Linked DNA regions of Sus scrofa: region 1 is linked to region 2. The links are chromatin contacts, called in public HiChIP or PLAC-seq maps. All regions are on one chromosome and are shown on one strand. The core of a region is the stretch at or near the end of the contact, and the rest is flanking DNA. Distances in the headings are between cores, read along the strand shown. Region 1 holds the start of RPL14 (ribosomal protein L14). Region 2 holds the start of SLC25A38 (solute carrier family 25 member 38).

Region 1 (4,234 bases), core at 642-3,141, 660 kb after region 2:
GGCACAGTGGGTTAAGGCTCTGGAGTTGTCACTGCAGCAGTTTGGGTTGCTGCTGTGGCATGTGTTCCATCCGTGGTCCAGGAACTTCCACATGTTGGGCATGGCCAAAAAAAACCCCCAAAAAACAAGACTGTATTTTATTTTAACTTATTGCATTAGGCACATTTATCATATTAAATGACTTCAATTAATATCTAAAAGGGTGAGATGCATTAATAATTATGAATAGTGATCATAATAGACACATAACTAAAGTAACCAATAAACACAATCCTAAGAACAAAATAGGTGGGCTCTTGGAGTTCCTGCTGTGGTGTAGTGGGTTGAGGATCCAGTGCTGCTACAGCTGCAGCATAGATTGCAGCTATGGCTCAGATTCAATCCCTGGCTCAGGAACTTCCATATTAAATGCAGCCAAAAAAAGGGGAAAAAAAAAAAGTCAGGACAGTTGGGCTCTGAACTTCCTCAAAGTTTCCTTCTTTTGCTTTATTTAATCAATTAAACAATTTACAATTATTACCATACTTAAGTATTTCATGGTGAGTCAGTTGGTAGTATTAAAAGTAAGCTATTCAAAGAAGGAAGAAAAGAGATGAGGTTGCCAGGAATGGAAGATTATAAATCAGGTCCTAATTTTAGATATTCTCTGCTTTTGGTTCTGATTCCACCCTCACAGATATACAGAGCAGAACCAAAAATGGGAGAAAACATTTTAAGCAATCTTTTTTTTTTTTTCTTCCAGTCTATTCACCCTTAATTAGAGAATCACTGAACTAGACCCAGTACTACTAGGTATAAAATAAACTACAAAGGTACTTACTACAACAACTTTTTTACTTAAAAATTTTTTGGCCAGTCAGGAGGCAGGAGGAAGTTTCCCTGTCAGGGATCAAACCGTGCCACAGTAGTGACAAACCAGACACTGGCCACCTGGAAACTCCCGTATAAGCCTATATTTTTATTTATTTATTTAAATTTTTTTATTTTTATTTTTTATCTTTTTATGGCCCCACCCACAGCATATGGAGGTTCCCTGACTAGGGGTCGAATGGGAGCTACAGCTGCTGGCCTATGCCACAGCCACTCTGGATCTGAGCCACCTGCGCAACCTATACCACAGCTCACAGCAACGCCAGATCCTTAACCCACTGATCAAGGCTAGGGATCAAACCTGCATCCTCATGGATCCTAGTCAGGTTCGTTAACCGCTGAGCCAGGAAGGGAACTCCTCAAACATTATACCAACTATATAAAACAATGTCATTGTTTTTAGGATACAGCACAATTAGAATAAATCTTTCTTTATCTCACAATTAGAGATAAAGAAATATCGTGTGTACAGTTTCCTTTCAAATGTTCAGAAAAGAATGATAAAGCAACTTTAGTGTTACATTTGGAGAGGGTAAGAAATGTTTTGGGAATTGTGCTAGTTTCGCAACTTTTCCGTAGATCTGAATTATTTTAAAACGGAAAGTTAATAAAATTACGGGGGTCACTTAGAAAAAACTACTACTAACTAGGCCATTAGTAATAGACAAAAATCGGGAGAGTACTGAGTAGTGGAAGGAAAGAGAAAAACGTTAAAAGAGGAGGTTGAAAGGATGCAGAGTCACAATGGGAAGCATATCTTCTGTATTCTTCTTTACCCTGAAGTTCTAGAAGACGACTTTCCTGTAGATCTTCTGTGGTACCAACTGAGGCAATCCTACCCCTCACGTTTGCAAAAGACCGGGTCGGCTCTGCTGAGCTCCGCCACGTTTTCCCAGTGACCCTGCGTGTGCGTACGTGCGTACGTTCCGACCAATCGGTGCACACATCGGCGTCTTGTTCACCGTAGGGGCGGGGCGGCCTGCTACACATGCGCACGGTCGGGCAGGCCTTCTTCCTTCTCGCCGAACGCCGCCAACATGGTGAGTATCGCTGGCGCGGGCTCCGGGTCTGCTGGTCATACAGCCTCAGCCCCGCCTGGGCTGGGAAGCGGAGGCGCGGAACGGTGCCTTGCGGGTTTTAGGTAGCGAGCGGTGAGGGTCCCAGGGCGGACGGAACTCGCAGTTTGGAAGCTTTCCGGGTGTGCGACCGACGAGCGCGTGGAGGGCCCGGCAGGCCCTGCGCCTTTTGGGACACGCGTGCGCTCTTCGGCCGACTGAGCTGGACCTCTGGGGCGGCTGGGATCCTGGCTAGGGCAGGCATTTGGGCCTTGCAGACCCCATAGACCTGGCTTTTGCCGTCACTCCTGCGGATTTTGTCCATCCAGGACTACCGTAGCGTTTGGGTGTGTTCCCCCTCACCATTCTTTCTCGCGGTTCTTAGCCATGTTGCCTTTCAAAGCGGTAAAGCTTTGCAAACCAGAGAGTATTTTTAGTCGATCTGCTGTTCCTTTTCCCACTTCTCAATTTTAGGTGTTCAGGCGCTTCGTGGAGGTTGGCCGAGTGGCCTACGTCTCCTTTGGACCTCATGCCGGCAAGCTGGTCGCAATTGTAGATGTTATTGATCAGAACAGGGTAAGTGTAAAGAAAAGTGTCGCGACTTCATATGGCAATGGATGGTATGCAGTGTAGATTATAATGGTAATTGTCCCAATAGCCCACTGAGGTAGGAATATTACGGGTGGTAATTGCGTTTTATAAAAAAGGAAACAATGCAAATAGGGGTTAGGAGCACATACTGGAATTGGCAAGTACTAAGGCATTTTGAGTATTATTTCTGCTCCTTAAACCAGCCAGAGTTTTTAACTAATTATATGCTAAAACATTGGTGATGCTTAAATTAGTTGTTATATGTAATGCGAGTTTAGAACAAAGTTAAGCACATAGGAAGAGCTTTGTTTGCTGTTGTCAGTATTTGAGAATCATATATTAAGGGATTGACCAGAAGCTGAATGATCATGGAGTTGCTGGGAACGTGCAAGGATTAAAAACTTAAAATTGTATGTAGGGTTATATGCTGTACTACAATTGCTGATAGTTTTATTTATTTGTGAAAAGCACTTAAATAGTAAGGATGTGATGATTCTGAAAGGATTAGTGATACACAAAATGTTTGCATTTTGAATGCTGGTAACAGTTTTACACTGATGTCCTTGGTCTTATGTATTTTTAGGCTTTAGTGGATGGACCTTGCACTCAAGTAAGGAGACAGGCTATGCCTTTCAAATGCATGCAGCTCACCGACTTCATCCTCAAGTTCCCACACAGGTAACTGTCCACCAACCATCACCCCTACCCTTGTTTAATTAATACTAGTAAAAGTTTGCTTGGCTTAATCCAAAGAAATGTTTTTGCTGTTTTGTTGTTTTTCTCTTGAGAATATATTTAGCAGTGTGAGAGAAAAATTTAGAGGAGAGATTTACAGTGTAGATGTAGACAGGCATTTTTAAAATGTCCTGTGATCTGGTAGTTCAGTGGCTCTTCTTTTATCCAGATTTCCCATCCTTTTTCTTTGTCTCCCTTTTAGGATTTACACCACAAAGAACTCCCCACAGAATTCTGGTTTCATGACATATTTTGTTCAATTCAGCTTCAAAACAAAATACTAATATTTGTCTCTTCAAGTGCAATCATCAGTCGAGTTCTTTAGTATGTGCCAGTTGTTAAATATTTAAAATGTTTAAGGTCTTCCCTTCTTGGCACAGTGGAAACAAATCCCACCACGAACCATGAGGTTGTGGATTCAATCCCTGGCCTCCTTGGTGGGTTAAGGATCCAGTGTTGCTGTGAGCTGTGGTGTAGGTCACAGACTTGACTCGGATCTGAGGTTTCTGTGGCTGTGGTGTAGGCCGGCAGCTGTAGTTACAATTGGACCCTTAGCCTGGGACCTCCGTGTTGTGGGTGCGGCCCTCAAAGGGGGGGGGGGGGGCAAAAAAATAAAATATTTAATACATTATCTTCTTATAACAGCCACTAAAGAGGTTATATTCCCAGTTACTTACTAGGAATTTAGACAGTAGTAGCATTTCATGATGTCTCAACACAGATCTTTTTTTTTCCCCCCTTGGTCATGGTGTGCAGCAGCTTGAAGTGGGGTCTCAGTTACCAGGCCAAGGATTGAACCCAGGCCGCTGCAGTGAAAGCACAGGTCCTAACCATTAGATTACAAGGGGCTATACTGAACACAAACCTTTAGGCATTAATGTGCAAAATAATGTAAGGCATACAGATTAACTTTACCTCATTCTTGATGAAAAATAAATTGCTTTCTTCTCATCCACTACTGAGGAGTGATATATATATATACA
Region 2 (4,272 bases), core at 1,085-3,584:
CTTCATCTGAGATAACTGTGGCAATGCCAGATCATTAACCCACTGCACTGCAGCAGGAACTCCTGTATATGTATATTTAATGTTTAGGACTTGGTTAATCCCCTCTGGAGAGAAAGATCCACTTTCTTGCCTATCACTTGTGCCTCAGTAGCATGGGAATTTAAACCTTAAAAAAATAGCGTCTTGGGAGGTCCCATTGTGGCTCAGCAGATTCAGAACCTGACTAGTATCCCTGAGGATGAAGGTTTGATTCTTGGCCTTGCTCAGTGGGCTAAGGATCAGGTGTTGCCACAAGTTACAGTGTAGGTCGAGGATCTGGCTTGGATCTGGCGTGGTTCTGGCTGTGGTATAGGCTCCAGCTATAGCTCAGATTCAACCCTTAGTCTGGGAACTTCCATATGCCACGGGGTGTGGCCCTAAAAGGAAAGAAAACAAAAACAAAACAAAACAAAAAACCCCAGCATCTTAGAGTTCCTCTGTGACTCACTCAGCTGGTTAAGGACCCAGCATTGTCACTGCCGCGGTTTGAGTGGCAGATGTGGTGTAGGTTTAATTCCTGGCCCATTCCTGGTCCTTTCCTTGCCCAGGAATTTCCACATGCTGTGGGAATGGCCAAAAACAAACAAACAAACAAACAAAGCCAGAAAACAGCATCTTGCTTCATCAATTTCTTTCCTAATGCCCTAGATTTCCAGGTAAAGAATGGATGGTGGAAAGCGGTGAAGGCTGTCACTATGACTGGACTTTATCCTGCAGACAACCAGGGCCACAGGAGGTGTGTGCCTGTCTTTTCCAACAAGAGGATCAGAATCCCCAGCAGTAAGAGTTTTCCATGGATCAGCCAGTCGGGAATAATGGGAAGTTGGGGGTCCAGGTAAGAGATAAAACCATAATCTTAATAATCTAGACCAGTTGCTATCCAATAGAAAAGTAGTTCAAGCCACTAGTATAATCTTTTTTTTAGGGCTGCATGCAAAACCTCATGGTCACTAGTCGGGTTTATTAACCACTGACGGGAACTCTGCCACTAGTATAATCCTAAGTGTTCTAGTAGCCACACTAAAAAAGCAAGAGGTAAAACTAATTTTGAAAATTATTTCACCTCATTCAATACACCCAAAATGTCGTTTTGAGGTGGAATAATAACTCAGGTAGTCAGTATAGGAGTATGGGCTTCGATGCATTCTTTGATATGGCTATCGATTAACATTTACGGTTTAAGGGCTCCAGGGAGTAACATCCCCACAGACCTTGTTTACTACAGGGAGTGTACCTATGCCCAGATGGACATTAATCTCTAACCCCAAGTGACTCAGTCTATGGGAAGAGAAGGGCAAAGAAACCTTGAGCGTTATGGGACATTTCCACCCCTAAAACCCCTATTGGACAAGGACTGATATAAGTAATTGGGCAAGGCCAATGAGAGAAAACTGCATCTTTCTGGAACCCATGTTGGTAACCCCTATCTTTAAGGGATAAAAAACCCTATAGGACAATAGGAAGGGGGGACTCCTTCTCCCTCCCAGCTGTCCTGGGAGTTGTTTGCTTTCCTGTAATAAAGACTTGGCTGGCTTGCTACCTGTGTGTTAGTGAGGTTCATTCTTCCCCTCCCTTGAATAAGAACCTGGATTCAGGTAACATCTTTCCAGTATCAGTTTCATTATGTAATAATGTAAAGATTACTCAGGAGATTATTTTATCTTATTGCCATGTTTTATTTATTTACTTATTTTTGTCTTTTTGCCATTTCTTGGGCCGCTCCCACGGCATATGGAGGTTCCCAGGCTAGGGGTCGAATTGGAGCTGTAGACACCTTCGCCAGAGCCACAGCAAAGGGGGATCCGAGCCTCGTCTGTGACCTACACCACAGCTCATGCAACGCCAGATCCTTAACCCACTGAGCAAGGCCAGGGATCGAACCCACAATCTCGTGGTTCTTAGTCGGATTCGTTAACCACTGCACCACAATGGGAACTCCTCGCCATGTTTTAAAAAATCTCTTCAGCACATTTCTGAGGTGAAGTTTTCAGCGTTTAAAGGGAAATGTGGATGTGCCAAAACAAAAAACTCCTGTTTAACCGGAAAATATTCCACATTGCTTCGGTTTTTTAAAAAAGTTAATTAAAATTAAATGAAATGTAAAATTCTGGTCTTCAGTCACACTAGCCATATTTCAAGTGTTATACAGCCATAGATGGCTACTGGCAACCCTATAGGTCACAGCAGGTCTCGACCGTAGCTGTTCTCCAACCGGGCCCTCAAAAGCATACGTCGGCGCAGATGACCGACCTAGTAAGCTCTGGGCACAAGAAAGCCACAAATCCTGCAGTTTCAGATCTCTCCACCAGGTGGCACTAAAGAGCACACCCTCGCCAGCGCGTGACGCGTTTCCAACCCCGGAAGCTAAATCCAGCTGTTCTATCCAGTTCCTCCCGCTTTCTCCACCTCCCGGTCGCACCCAGGCTAATATTCTCAAGTCATCAAGTCGGCAGCAGGGCATGATGGGCAGGACAGCAGGGCCGCAGAGTCTGCGAAGCGAGTGAAGAGAGGCGCCTGGAGCACACAAGGGCAGTGGGCTCGCAGGCCGGGACCCCTGACTGGCGCAGACTACAAAGAGGCCCCCGCAGTAGAACGCGTCGCCTGGCTACCGCCATCGAGTTGTCTTCTCCAGGACCTCCAGGGTCGGACCTGAGTTCCCACGGTCGGCAACCCGGGCCCAGTACACTCGCAGGCCTCCCCTCCAATGATCCAGAAGTCACGCCCGGCGCTGCTGCAGCCTCAGGATGTTGGAGACAGAGTGGAAACTCTTATGGTAAAGTGCGAGGAAGGGAAGGCAGGGGTTCCTGCATCGTCGGCTTGGGGAGGGAAATGTGGAAGGTTGCCGAGGCTCAGCAGCCCACGGTGAACCTTTTTTTTTTTTTTTTTTTTTTTGCGCCCCAGATACACGCATAACAGGTTGGGGACCTGGCAGCAGAAATGGAGTTTGACTAAGATTAAAAGAGGGAGGGAGAAGGAAAGAAGTTGCAGTCCAACCCTTGGGACAGGCAAGCAGAGGTCTCGATACTACATTGGGTAGAGATAGGCGGAATTGCTGGGGCCTTGGGAGGTATGAGGGGAATGTGCCCGTGTGGCCCGGAATGAGGTGCGAGTGCTACAGGAAGTTGCTTTGATTTGGAAGTCTAAAGTGACAGATGGGAGGACACCTGGGTAGATATTTGGACCATTGCAAGGCCTGGTAGTAGCGCTAAGCCTAGGAAGCGGTCGGTCCTCGAGGGAGGTGGGTTCGGACTGTACCGCTCCCACAAGCTGGACGAGAGGACCCTCTGGGTATCCCCCACTTCGCGGCTTGCCTGGAGCAGTTGCTGTTTGCTTGAGCCTCCAAGCCACGCCCCTCCCATGTCTGGATTGGCTGCCATGGTCGTGTCGCGGGGCTGCTATTGGTGGGGGCGGAGGCGGGGCTGGGCAGGCGGGGCTAGGAGGAAGGTCCCGCTGAGTTACTACTCGTGGTGAAACGAGGCTTAGTTGCCGCTTGGCCTTAGGCTGGGAGCGCTGGTCTGCAGCGGCGGCGGAAGCTTTCCTCTCTGAGGTCAAGGTTATGGTCCACCTGCGCTCAGGGCAGGGCTGGAGTGTGGTTTTTTGTTTTGTTTTGTTTTGTTTTAAGCCAAGGCTGTGGTGTCTTCTCTACGTCTATATCTTTGAACACATGCTTACCTGTTTCTCTGGGTCTTCCAGCTCCGGCCTGGAGATTTGAATTGGATTTAGAGATTTCTTTTTTTTTAAAGGAGGATAGGAGTTGCTTGGGAACTTATTTGCTAATTACTTAAGTGCTGCTTATTGCCTTTATGTATCCGTGTATTATTGTTGGATTGGGTTGTTTGTTTTAGTTTTCGTTTTTTTGTTTTTTGGGGGTGCTGCACACGCATCATGCGAAACATCATGTTTGGTTGTATTTATTGCCCACCCCCTCTCAAAACAAAACAAAACCCAGATGTATCACTTAGTTTATTTACCTTGAATAACTTTGGGCCGTTTAGAAAAAAAAAAAAAAAAAGAAAGAAACAGCAAGCACAGCTTAAAGGATGTGCCATCTACCATTGACAATACGCTAAGACTATTCCGGGGTTTTCTTTTCTTTTGGCCCCGAGGGTTAAGGATCCAGTGTTGACACTGCAGCGGCTGGAGTTGGTGCTGGGGCCTGGGTTTGATCCCTGGCTGGAGAACTTCCACATGCTGCAGACAAGGTCAAAAAAAAAAAAAAAAAAAAGGACTATT

Evidence for each region. HiChIP or PLAC-seq counts read pairs in DNA pulled down with a chosen protein or histone mark.
Region 1: a contact with region 2 is called in an H3K27ac HiChIP or PLAC-seq map of alveolar macrophages. The contact joins the promoter of RPL14 here to the promoter of SLC25A38 in region 2. A contact is called at or near these places in 1 of 5 promoter capture datasets (fetal liver) and 1 of 2 datasets of contacts at active chromatin or transcription factors (alveolar macrophages).

The regions. Positions count from the first base shown.
Region 1 is chr13:24,693,318-24,697,551 of Sscrofa11.1, forward strand. RPL14 (ribosomal protein L14) reads left to right here and starts at 1,892. Exons shown (of 6, transcript NM_001097478.1): 1 at 1,892-1,910; 2 at 2,400-2,501; 3 at 3,100-3,194. The coding sequence starts at 1,908.
Region 2 is chr13:24,028,237-24,032,508 of Sscrofa11.1, forward strand. SLC25A38 (solute carrier family 25 member 38) reads left to right here and starts at 2,335. Exons shown (of 7, transcript XM_003358375.2): 1 at 2,335-2,812. The coding sequence starts at 2,744.